Linked DNA regions of Hordeum vulgare: regions 1 and 2 are each linked to region 3. The links are chromatin contacts, called in public Hi-C maps. All regions are on one chromosome and are shown on one strand. The core of a region is the stretch at or near the end of the contact, and the rest is flanking DNA. Distances in the headings are between cores, read along the strand shown.

Evidence for each region. Hi-C and Micro-C count contacts between places; a contact is called where the count stands out from the background.
Region 1: a Hi-C map of leaf shows a contact between it and region 3, with 4 times the contacts expected there. The contact joins two enhancer-like sites. A contact is called at or near these places in 2 of 6 Hi-C or Micro-C datasets (leaf and seedling).
Region 2: a contact with region 3 is called in a Hi-C map of an unstated tissue, with 10 times the contacts expected there. The contact joins two enhancer-like sites. A contact is called at or near these places in 2 of 6 Hi-C or Micro-C datasets (seedling and an unstated tissue).

The regions. Positions count from the first base shown.
Region 1 is chr6H:434,493,092-434,497,345 of MorexV3_pseudomolecules_assembly, forward strand. No RefSeq gene overlaps it. Among protein-coding and RNA genes, the nearest start is that of LOC123402395, 120 kb to the left of the region's middle. Within about 2 kb of position 2,935, at least 3 of the 3 cell types and tissues checked have open chromatin away from gene starts, as enhancers often do. A contact at or near this core is called in leaf, where this site is marked.
Region 2 is chr6H:434,477,699-434,482,008 of MorexV3_pseudomolecules_assembly, forward strand. No RefSeq gene overlaps it. Among protein-coding and RNA genes, the nearest start is that of LOC123402395, 100 kb to the left of the region's middle. Within about 2 kb of position 1,848, at least 2 of the 3 cell types and tissues checked have open chromatin away from gene starts, as enhancers often do.
Region 3 is chr6H:434,852,499-434,856,491 of MorexV3_pseudomolecules_assembly, forward strand. No RefSeq gene overlaps it. Among protein-coding and RNA genes, the nearest start is that of LOC123403066, 140 kb to the left of the region's middle. Within about 2 kb of position 2,288, at least 2 of the 3 cell types and tissues checked have open chromatin away from gene starts, as enhancers often do. A contact at or near this core is called in leaf, where this site is marked.

The DNA of each region.
Region 1 (4,254 bases), core at 1,685-4,184, 360 kb before region 3:
TTATATTTTTGAAAATTAAATAAAATGTTCCCGATTTGGAAAATCATCGGTGACTTCAAAATATGTTCACAATTTTGAAAAAAAAACATTGGACGATATGAAAAATGTACCCAGATTTCAAAAGGTTCATGAATTTGAAAGCGAAAAATGAAAATAAAGGAGAGAACACAAATGGAATAAAATGAAAGACAAAACTAGTTTAAGAAGGTTCTAGAACCTTCCAAAAAGGGAAGGAATAGCTTTTTTGGCTGACCCGGTGTCCATAGCGGGAGCACGAGGGGGGGGGGGGGGGGGTAAACATGATTTTTCCTCCTTGGTGTCTGCCCAAATCATGTGCGTCGTGATTCTTTTGTCCGTTTCCTTCAATAACAATTCGTTGTCCTTCGCATCAATCATGTCGCTTTTGTAAGTGTTGCCCGCACCACAACACCTACTTTGCCCCTCCCATGTTCCCCTCTTCGGCGGATGGACATGCCACATGGCTAAATAGGGTGCGAAGAGGGAGATGGGGCTCCATGAGGAAGTTATACATGCAGGTGGTGCCGCGAGCGGTGTTGACACTCAAAAATGGCAAATTAGCAAAAGAATGGCTCGAATTGATTCCAAGATGAGTTTGATTTTAATATTGTAATTCACCATTGGATGGCCCTCTCCCTGAAGATCAAGATATATGTGGATGGTCCAAAACGGAAAATGAACGTAAAAATTATAACAATTTTAGAGATGCACGTGTTAACATCAGATCATGGCAAGGACGAAAATACAATTAACATGGCTAGAATGAAATGAGCAACATGAAAAATCTTGTATGATCAAAACGAATAAACTTTAATGTTTGGGACATATCCATCCGAGTTTAACTTGATGGCCAAAATAGTGTTCCAGGTGCTGAAAGTTTTTGCTCGTGGAACATTTTGGATGATGAAGTGTTCTATATTGAAAATCATCATCTTGTTTAGGCAAATAATTTTGATATTTGAATTATCTCAATCTTGAAATAATTTTGAAATAATTCATGCATCTCAATCTTGAAATAATATTGAAATAATTTTGCATTAGAGGTTATAATTTTGCAATATAATTCATGCATCTCAAAGTGACCCGGCCACGAGTAAAAAGTGACGTTGGGATACCCATGTCTGATGCATGAAGCTAGTCATCATTGTTTTGAGTGACAACCTCTAATGAAAAAAATTCAACATGAGGTTTTGGGGACTGATCTGCGCCGGCGCCCCGGCCGCACGATCCACCAACCCCGCATCGTCCGCACCATTGAAACTCCATGCAATATTTTTTCCTCCGATGCAGCAAATTTCGGCGTGATGCAGCAATTTTTTCAATGATTGCAACAAAAAACAAAAAATATAGCAAAAAAAATATCTATGTGATCGTATAGAAAAACGAAGCTGATGGTGCGTGATAGCAAAAGTCAAACACCGGTTGTAGCAAATATCTACGTGACATGGATGCAACTTTTGAGTGAACGATTGCAGCAAAAAATGATGTCGGTTGTAGCAAAAATTAACACGGTTGTAGCAAAAGTAAAAAACAACGATTGTAACGAAAAATCCGACAAACTGGAGTTGCAACCAACCGTGGATGCAGCTTTTTTAGCGGACATATGTAGCAAAACAAAACGCTCGTAGCAAATATGACACCGATTATTTTAGACGAAAAAAATTGCATGCCAAGTCAGCGGACGCCCGCGCGGTCGCGTCCGGCCGGCCGAACGGTTCGGCCGGCGCATCGGCCAGAAGCATTTCCCTAATGTTTTTTTATTCATCTTGTGTCAATTTTGCTATTGGGGTCATCTCGTTTCGAGGTCATATATGACATGTGGGTCCCAAAACATAATTGTTGTCTACGTGTAATTTTCAAAGATCTAAACGGGACGTGGAGTCTTGTACGGGAAGTCCACTGCCTCATATATGTGGGGTTTGAACAACAGATAATCGATCAATCAATCTATCATTTTTATCTTTTACCTTTCCTTCACTAGCCTAGTTTTGTTCTTTCTCGTTTTCTTCGTTGTTCTTCTTATTACGCGCACCTTACAGGTTCCCTTCCAGATGTGTGGGTTTAGGGTCAAAAAAAAAAAAGATTTCACCGATGTGTCCTGTATATCACGCTTTCGACGAGTCTCCTCCCGCGACGTGTCATGCATACCGTGTTCGATGCCGGAGGTACATGATGGCATGTTCCTTTGTGAACATACTTTTTAACGACTTCCTTGGGGATAAAGTTTCTAATGGTCCATCGTAATCGTTGTAGCTACGAAGGGTTCATCATATAAAGAATCTATAAAGGTAATGTGAATAACTAATTCACTTATTTACATGCAAATAATTCATAAGTTATTGATCGTTTAGCGAGCATGTACCAGCTAGCCCTAATTTCATCAGTCATGCATCAGAATGGTCGATGTTGTGGGCCTACTTAGTCGGCTGATCAGAGTACTAGTGACTATGCTTAAAATGGGTATTACACTCGCCTTGTTATGCTGAGAGCCTGTAATGGGCGGTGTATCTGTCAGATGCTACATGTACAGTGCCAGGAGTACAATTCATAGTAGGAATCCCAGTCTGCATGTGTTGATGGACAGTGTGTCAAAGTCATAACTAACAGTTGGCATGGCATGGATGTAGCTATGCACAAGCCAGCAGAGATGCAATCAGTATTCTACTAGTACATCATTACCTGTGTATCAAGTGTCAGCATTGTCGTTCCTATGATCAGAAATGTGCAACACGAGACTGAGATGGCTAACTATGTACTGTTAAACAGCTGATGTATACGGGTAACTCTGTCACCAATCATCACTAAATTAGCAGTACCTTTGCTTCCATATGGGATCAAAAAGAGGGCGACGTCCGGTGACAAAGAGGAGAGCGACGCCGAGCACCTGTCAACAGTGACACCCACTGCCGAGCAGAGCACCCGCCCCGCGCGCCGCGATCTAGACACGGGCCGCCGCTGTTCCGGCCCCGACCAGGCAACAGCGTTTATCCTTGCGCAACATCTGAATCATTTCCCACGCGACGGGCGGCCATGCCGCCGCGGACGCAAAATTCCAGCTTCCTACCGCCGGCTCCGCGTGTCGTGCGGAATTCGGCACAAGGAACATGTCTCTCGTGAGAGCAAAGCTCCGATGCACTGCATTTGCGCCGACAGGCCAACGAGTGGCGCATAGTGCGGGTGAGACGAGCTAAGTGGCGCCGACGGATACAGGATACCAGTGCCCGGCCGGCAGGCTCGCCACTCGGCGGTCACTGGCTGTATATTGTCAACCATCTGTCCCTTCCACCGACGTCGCCCGACCGAAGCGAATGGAATGGCTTTTGGCGGTGGGCCGGGGGCTTCTTCGTGCAGATCGCGGTGGCGAGGGCGGTTGGGGAGAGAATGCTGTCACCTCTCCTTTTTTTCCTTGGAGAAAATTCGTTATTTTTTTTAAATGAAGACAAATTTTTTGCCTTATCTCATTTATATAAAAAAACTGTTTGATTAATTGTTGACGGGATAACCCCGGATAGGTCAAAAGCAAGCCTTTCTCCGTTCCCCTTTGAAAATCATATACACGACGACCGCTTTTTCATGAAGGACCGGTTGCTCATGGCCGGCTACACGGTCGAGCCGGCTAGGTAAGACCGCTCTCCATCCGGCTCGACTACATCCCACCAGCCGGCGGGTCAGCCCCCAACACATCACCCTGACAAACCGCGCCATGGGCATCATCATCAAAGACATGACTACAACGAAGTCGGCACGACGTGGTAACAGTGCAGCCGACCGTATCACTGACCAAAGCCGGCTACACAAGACAACGCACAGAATGCGGCGCACACCCCTGCTTAAGAAGCACGCACCAATGGCGACGCGTGTCCGGTGGGCCCCGGCTCCTGGCAGGACCCAGCAGCCGACGGGCCCCTACTTGCGACAAGACTTCTCCAACCGGTGGGCCCCGTGGCCAGCTCGAGAGGCTGCCAGCCGGGTCCCACCTGATACCCTTTATACTTATTGTAAGCAATGAGCTGGCATATAAAACCCCCTGATACCATCCCATGCAGGGGGTCGGCCGATCACATACTTACACCACACACGAGAGGCAAAGAGAGCCCCCAACTCCTTCTTGTTCCTCCATCATACAGCTCAAGGAGCATATGGTAGCCTCATCCAGTTTATCAAACAACACAAGCAGGACTAGGGGTGTTACCTTTCAAGGAGGGCCCGAAGCTGGGTACATCGAGTGTCTCGCAC
Region 2 (4,310 bases), core at 598-3,097, 380 kb before region 3:
GTTTCAAAAAGATCCGCATTAAAAATGATAATTTAAAATAAATCTATATTAGCAAATAGTTCCATAGGAAAACAATTTGAAAACCAAAGAGAAAAACAAAAGAAAAATCACTAGACAGGAGTGCTCCATGCATGCCCCCGTTGTCCAGCCCATGTCCCATCCCTATGTGTGATTTGATGACAAATTGAAGCAGAATGCGTCAAATAGAAGGGAACAAGTCAAATAGGAGGCCCCTCGTCGATGAATCCCCCTATTGCTTTGTGCGAAGTAATCTTGGCCAATGGCACCGCGAGAACTATATCTCCCATTAAGCAAGATGGAAGCTCCTCTCGGTGAAGCATCTATAGTAATTACCCTGACCCACTATAGCACAGTTACAAAACTACAAAAATGGCATGAGCAGGATTCTATCCCATGATCGACAGTTACAATGTACTTCCTCTGTCAACTATATAAGAGTGTTTAGATCACCACTCTAGTGATCTAAACAATTGTACATTAGTTGATAGAGGGAGTAACAAATTAACCACTGCGTCACCTAGCAGGTTTGTATTTTGCTACAAGGGCGCAATCTCGTTACAGGAAATAAGGCAGTTTTCTATTGGTTTTCCCTGGGGTTTTTCAAGTTTGTTTTTTTCTTCATGTCTTTTCTGTTTTTATAAAAAAAATCTTTCTATCATGTTTTCAATTTTTCTTTGTTTCTTTCGCTGTTTTCACTAGCTTTTTTCTTTTCTTCATTTTTCCTCGGTTTTGTTTGCTTCTTTTTTTATTTATAATCGATTTTACTTTGTTTCCTCTCTCGGTTTCAGTGTTTTCTATACACACTTTTGGTATATCAAATCCATTTTTTCAGTAATATTTAATATTTTTCAAATACAAGTTTAATGGCAATCAACATTTTCTTAACACATATTTAACATTTTTAAAATGCTTGGTTACCATTTTACATATATCAAATAAAAAAAATATTACATGGTCAACATTTCTTTTCTATACAATTTTAACATTGTTTTCAAATGCTTAACTAGCATTTTCAAATAAAAGTTTAACATTTTTTAATATAGGGTCAATATTTCTTATATACACAATTAACTTTTTATCAAAGAGAAGTTTAACATTTTTAATACATTTTTAACTTTTATTTTACACATTTAACCTTTTTAAAGTAAAAGTATAACAATTTTTTGATACACATTTAAAAAAATTCAAAGAAAAGTTTAACATTTTTTGAATACATTGTCAGTATTTGTTTCTATACAGATTTTGCATTTTCCAAATACAAGTTTAACTTTTCTGAGTACATGGAAAACATTTTTGTATAAATATTTAACATTTTTAAGCAAGAAGTTTAACAATTTAATACATGTTCAACATTTTTATATACACGTTTAACATTTTTCAAATACAGGTTTAACAACTTTTTAAAACATAGTAAACTTTTTCTTATTCACATTGAAAAAATTCAAATACTAGTTTATTTTTAACACTTCTTCAACTTTTTTTAAATGTTGGTATTGATATCTTCAAATACAGGGTCTACAATTTTTCTATATACATTTCACATTGTATAATTTTTGTATACATGAGAAATAATTTTTGATACACATTAAGCAATTTTTGAACGCATGATTAACATTTTTTAAAATATTTTACGTAAAGTATTTTATGGAATATGGAATATCCAAATATATAAATAAAGTAAAGAAAAACGAATACATAATACGTAAAAAGAGAAGAGAATATGTCATGTGGACAACGGCAGGATGGGCCAGGTCATTATGGAGCTTGCCTTTAGCGAGACTTCCTGTCGTCTTGCTTTAGATGAGACATATCGGGCAAATCCTATTTGGCGCTGCAGGCGCCCGTTAATGTGTATTTTTGGTAACAGGCGCCTTGCGCATCGTGCACTGGACCGGCCCATATAGTTGTTTGAGTGGTTATTCTTCTATATTTTTAATACGCAAAAATAATCACGCGCCGTTGAGTTTCAAACCAAAGACCTCCTTCTTTACACACTTGTGGAAACCACCAGGCCAAGCAACAAGATGACGATCATTCGAACCCTTCCTTTCCTTTATTCTATCCCTTCCATTCTCTCTTTCTTTCACTTGTTTTGTTTGGCCTTTTCCCTTTTCTTTTCTATTTTTCCTTTTTTCTTCTTACTGGGTCAATAATCTATCTTGCAAATACGTGAACCTTTTCTTCAAATCTTTGAAAAGTTTCAAATTCAATGAAGTTTTTTCAATTTGAAGAACTTTAAAAAAACTATTTAATTTTTATTTAAAATCTGTTATATTTTTTCCATTATTTTATGAACTGTTTTCAAATCAATGAAACTATTTTCCAAATCTGCTGAACTTTTTTCAAAATCGATGAAATTTTTTGGGATCCCATGAACCTATTTTCCAAACCCGCTGAACTTTTTTCAAAATTGATGAATTTTTTTCGTATCCGCTGAACTTGTTTCAAAATCGATGAATTTGTTTTGGATCTGATGAACTATTTCTAATTATGATGAAATTTTCTCAAATATGATGAACTTTTTTTCTAATTCTATGAACCTTTTTCAAATTGAATGAACTTTTTTCAAATTGGATGAACTATTTTATAAAATTGAAGAACTTTTTTCAGTTTTGTGAACTTTTTTTTAAATTGATGAACTAATTTTCAAAATCTATGAACCTTTTTCAAATTTAATGAACTATTTCAAATATGATAAACTTTTTTTAAAATTGATGGACTGTTTTAAAAAAAATTGTGAACACTTTTCAATTTTTGTGAACTACTTTTTTAAATTGATGGACTTTAAAAAAATTGATGAACTTTTTTCAAACCCGAAGAAGTTTTTTCAATTAGATGAACTTTTTCCAAATCCGATGAACGTTTTTCAAATCTTATGGACTTTTTTCAAAATTCGTGAACATTTTGAAAATTCGGTCAACTTTTTTAAGAGTAGATGGACTTTTTCCTAAATTTATGAAGTATTTTTAAATTTGATGAACTTAGTTTTTCAAATATGAAGAACTCTTTTAAAAACCGATGATCCTTTTTTAACATCGATGAACCTTTTTCATTTCCACGAACCTTTTCCAATTTGTATGAAACTCCTTCTCAAATTCATGACGAGTCATATCGGCACCCAATAGCACAAAGCCAACTGATACAACAACTTAACGGGTCAGTCAGCCCATTTGGCCAGGTTATGTCCCTTGGATCCTCGGTTTATTTCAGTTTTTTGGCTCTTGTGATTTTTCATATATTGTCTCTTATGGAAGGATCCAAAAATGTTTGTATATTTTATTTTATTTTAGAAAATTCTCAAAGTTTAAAATTGCTTACGATCTTTAATGATCTTCAAAAAATTCACATATGTTCAAAAAATTCAAACAATGTGCACACCATTTAAAAAAATGTATGCTTTTTTGAAAAAACTTTCAATTGTGAAAAAATATTCTTCATTTATCAACACTGAACAAAAATAATGCCTAAAAACAAAGGAAAACTGCCAAAAAGAGTAACAAGAAAAAAAATGGTTGTTATCATTTTAAGCATCGCTTGTTTCCTCACTTTTCAGCATTGAGAAGCGTCAAAGAAAGAGGAGCTCCCTCAATCAACCCCTTCCTATGCACTTCTTCGGAAGCAACTATCCAAGGATTACCCTTTGCGGGAGCCCTCCAAGGATCACTTTCTTGGCATGCGAGTGCATCAAGTGGTACGCCCATCCTGTGCCACATGTAGCGTGCTCGGCACTCCTGATGGATGTCTTTTTAAAAACAAAATCTAAGCATGTTTTGGGGTTTTAGATGTTTTATTTTTCTTTTCCGGGCTTTTTGGTTTTGCATGTGTTTCCTATGTTTTGAAGATATTTTTTTGCAATTCACAACTGTTGTTTTCAAAAAAAAAACCTTTCACGAGAAGCACAACCTTCCTTCTTGAAAAGGTAGGAATTATTTGTACTTCCACGAGAAACATACATTTCCTTCTCGTGGAATTGCTTCCACAAGAAGCACAATTGTGCTTCACGAAAAAACAAAATATGTGCAATATTTGTTCTTGTCAAACACGCGAGGCGGTGAGAAACCGCAACCGTGCTTTCGGCTCCCTTTTTTCTTCCTTTTTTGTTATTCATTGCTTTTTTACTCGTTTTATTTTTGTATTTTTCATTTCTGTCTATTTTATTTGTTTTTCAAGAGAAAAAGTTTGTCCAAACCTATTAACAACAGATCTACTTTTAAAGATCTTGATGAGGACATCAACACCATTGTTACATCCACAGCCCGAGCTGCTATACATACGGGACCAGTTACTAG
Region 3 (3,993 bases), core at 1,038-3,537:
GAAAGACTCAGCGCTGAAGGGTTTGGTAGTATGCACTTTTGCCACAGCGAGCCATCGTGTTTCCTCCAAGAACCTCGAGATTTCTTCTTCATCTACCATCACCGCATCTAGCTCCGCCTCTTTAAGCTTCATATTCCTCATGGCTGTCTCCAGATCAGCCGACGCTTTCCCCGTTCCACCACCCTGACGAGGGGCACCAGACGAGGACGCCATTGCAAGGGAGGGAGTCTCGCGGGGAGGATCCGTTGCGAGGGAAGTATCCAATCCTCAACGGCGGTGGTGATCCGCCGGAGTAGGAATCCTAAACCCTAGTCGCCGCTAGGGTTAGTCTACACGTAGGAGCAGAAGATATTCCACATGCACTATTTGCATGTGAGCGAGCCAAGGCGTTTCAGCCGTCTCTCGGCCCACATGAAGTAAAAGAGATGCCTTGCTTGTGGACATATCGGGCTCCAAAGTGATCGAGTTTCTTTCTGTGTGAGAGTAACTATCACCGCCCCTCCCTCGACATGGATCCAATTAATATGTAGAAAGTTATTGTTGCTTCGTGTTGTTACATATGGTGGCAGAGACGACAAATAGTTTGTGAAGAACTCGTGCAAACTCCAGACCGAACCACACTAGCCATGAACTTCGTCCGTGCAGCGAAAGACCGGGTGCTTGATGTAACACCCATTCACAAACGGGATCCGTTTGTGAATGGGTGCATACTCCATATGCCCGAGAAAACCAGTGGACATCAAATATTGAACATGTACAACACTTTCACGAAGGATGACAGCTGAAACATAAATAATTAGAACATATTTAGAAAAATATATTAGAAAACAATTGTCACTATGTGTTTTGGAAAAACTCGAGTCTGTATACTCCATCCGTCTGGAATTACTTGTCACACATGGATAAAAAAGGATGTATCTAAAATTAAAATACATCTAAATACATCCATTCTTATAAGAAGTATTTTCAGACAGAGAAAGTATAATATAAAATTTTATTCATGGTATGTGAATAAACTTCAGTACACATTAGAAAATCACTATCTATACATAATAATAATAATAATAATAATAATAATAATAAGCTATCCATAAAGTTGAAGGAAATTATTCATCATGCCACCCACAAGTGAAAAAAACTCTTCATTAATTGTTTTTATGATTTTTCTGTTATCAATGAAACTGTCCCTGAAAGTGAAATAGGTTAACCACCCCCCCCCCCCACCCGTAAGTGGAAACAACCATTTGTTATTTATTTTTCTCTGAATATTTCGTCCGTCATCAAAAGTTACCCTAAAGTCAAAGTAATTACCCACCTGACCAACAATAAAATCAAAAAAGACGAGCGTTCCTCCGTACTATTCTCATGCACGCACCGATGATGTACTCAAAAAGAAGAAAAAATACACGCATCCAGGATTAAGTCCAACATCGATCCAATATGAACATATTAGAATCTTAGAAGGCACATGTCTTACATCCGCATGCTCGTCGCTTGGTACACAAATATTCAAGTACATGTATACACATAGAGTGTGAATATTTGAAACATTATTTAAAAACCATGATTTTGTTATCCCGTTGCAAGGAATGGCCTTTTTCTAGTATATACTCCCTCCGTCCAAAAATACTTGTCATATGAATGGATGTATCTAGATGTATTTTAATTCTAGATACATCCATTTGTATCCATTTGCGCGACAGGTATTTTCGAACGGAGGGAATTTAAAAGAAGTTCAGTACATTAAAAAAGTTCATCGTATAAATTTTCAATACATATTTAAAAATCACTATATGTGAAAAATCATTGTATATTAAAAAATCTCCAATATGTATTTGAAAAATATTGACTCTATGCTATCTCTATCTGTTCCTACATATAAGATCTTTTAGAGATTTTACTATGGGCTATATACGAATGTATATAGATATATTTTAGAATATAGATTCACTCATTTTGCTCCGTATTTAATAATTAAATTTCTAAAAGGTTTTATATTTAAAAACAAAGAAAGTAAAATGTTTATATTTTAAAAAATTTAATAGTAAAGTACTAAAATTAGGAAAATAAAATTAAAAAGTAAAAAATAAAAAAAACCCATAGATAAAATATAAATTAAAACAAATAGAAAAGATAAATCATAATCAGAAAATATGAAAGGAAAAATAGTAGAGAACAAAACAAAAGCGGCACACGTGAGAGATTTCCTCTGACGCTTATGCACCCATTCACAAACGGATACCGTAACGCATGCCTCCACTGGTAATAGATGGGCCGGACATCTCTTGTCCATATTATTCGCTAAAACGTTTGAAAAAAGGGCACAAGCGACACCCACCACTACGATATTGACGACCACCGGTTACAAACATGTGTTTTTTATTTTTATTTGTTTTTTCGGTATCGGGAATCCTTCAATTTTAGTAAGCTTTCATAAGCCTCCCAAGCCATTTTAACCTGATTTGCTGATCATTTGCGGGCCGTTTTATTCGGGTTTTACCTTTTCATTTTATCTTCTATTTTAATGCGTGATTTTTTTTTAAAGTTCGTATTTTATTCCAAATTTATGAATGTCTTTATTAAATAATTTAGAGAAACTTCTATCACATGTAGTGAACTCTATTAAAATTTGATGAACTTTTTATTAAATTTGATTAACATTTTTCAAATTCATTGCACATTTTTAAAATTTGATGAACTTTTTCAAATTTTCATGATTGTTTTTCAAATTCGATAAATTTTCTAAAATTTATTGAACTTTTTTAAATTTGATGTTTTTTGTCAAAATTCATGAAAATTTATTTAATTGAATATAAAACTCAAATTTTATGAATTTTTTCAAATCCAATGAAGCTTTTCCCATTCGATGAACTTTTTTTTTTAAATTGACGAACTTTTGTAATAAACAGTAGAACGAAATAGAAAATTAGCAGAGGCCAAACTCGAAACAGTCAGAAATGGGCCAGACTTGAAACCAGGCCGAACTGTAAACGTGCAGGCGACAAGCTGGCTAATCGGCGTTGAAGGCGCCGACTAGGGAAAACCCTATTAACCTCTCTGTGCGAAGCGGTGTCGAACCTTCGCACAAAGCTGGCGGGTGATCGGGTGGGCCCAGGTAGCGGGGCTATAGAGCCCGGTTTTGGGAATGTTCTCAGTCGCTTTTTCGGTTTTGGGAAACTTCTATAAAGTTTTTTGAGCCGTTTTTGTTTTCTTTTTCATTTTTCCTTATTCTTTTCTATTTTTTTCCTTTCTATTTCTGTTTTAAAAAATGTTCCAGAATTTCAAAAAATATATTTTGATTTTCAAAAAATGTTCTCGGTATAAATAAAATGTTCTTTATTTTCCAAAAATTGTTCTAGGTTTAAAATTTTGTTTTTAAGATTCAAATTCGTTTTCAGTTTCAAAACCAATTCTTAAGATTCAAAACTGTGTGTGTATTAAAAAATTGTTCGCACTTTCAAATTTGTTCCGGATTTTTCAAAATTGTTCTCAGTTTTAAAATTTATTCTCAAAGTTCAAAAAATGTTCGTGCTTTAAAAATTTATCCGTGCTTCCAAATTTGCTTGGGTTTTTTCAAATTTGTTATTAGTTCCAAATTTTATTCTCAACATTTAACAAATGTTCGTGATTTAAAAAATAGTTCACGCTTCCATATTTGTTCACGATTTTTCAGAATTGTTCTCGGTTTCAATTTTTTTTCTCAAAATTCAAAAAATGTTCGTGCTTTCAAATTTGTTTGGGTTTTTTTTTTCAAAATTGTTCTCCTTTTCAAAATTTTGTTTTTAAGATTGAAAAAAATGTTCGTGTCTAAATAAATTATTCGTGTTACCAAATTTGTTAACGTTTTTTCAAAATTGTTCTTAATTTTAAATTTTGTGCTCAAAATTCAAAAAAAAAATCGTGCTTCAAATTTTTTTCGGGGTTTTTCAATTTTTTTCTCCTTTTCAAAATTTTGTTCTCATGATTGAAAAAATGGTCATGCTTTAAATGATT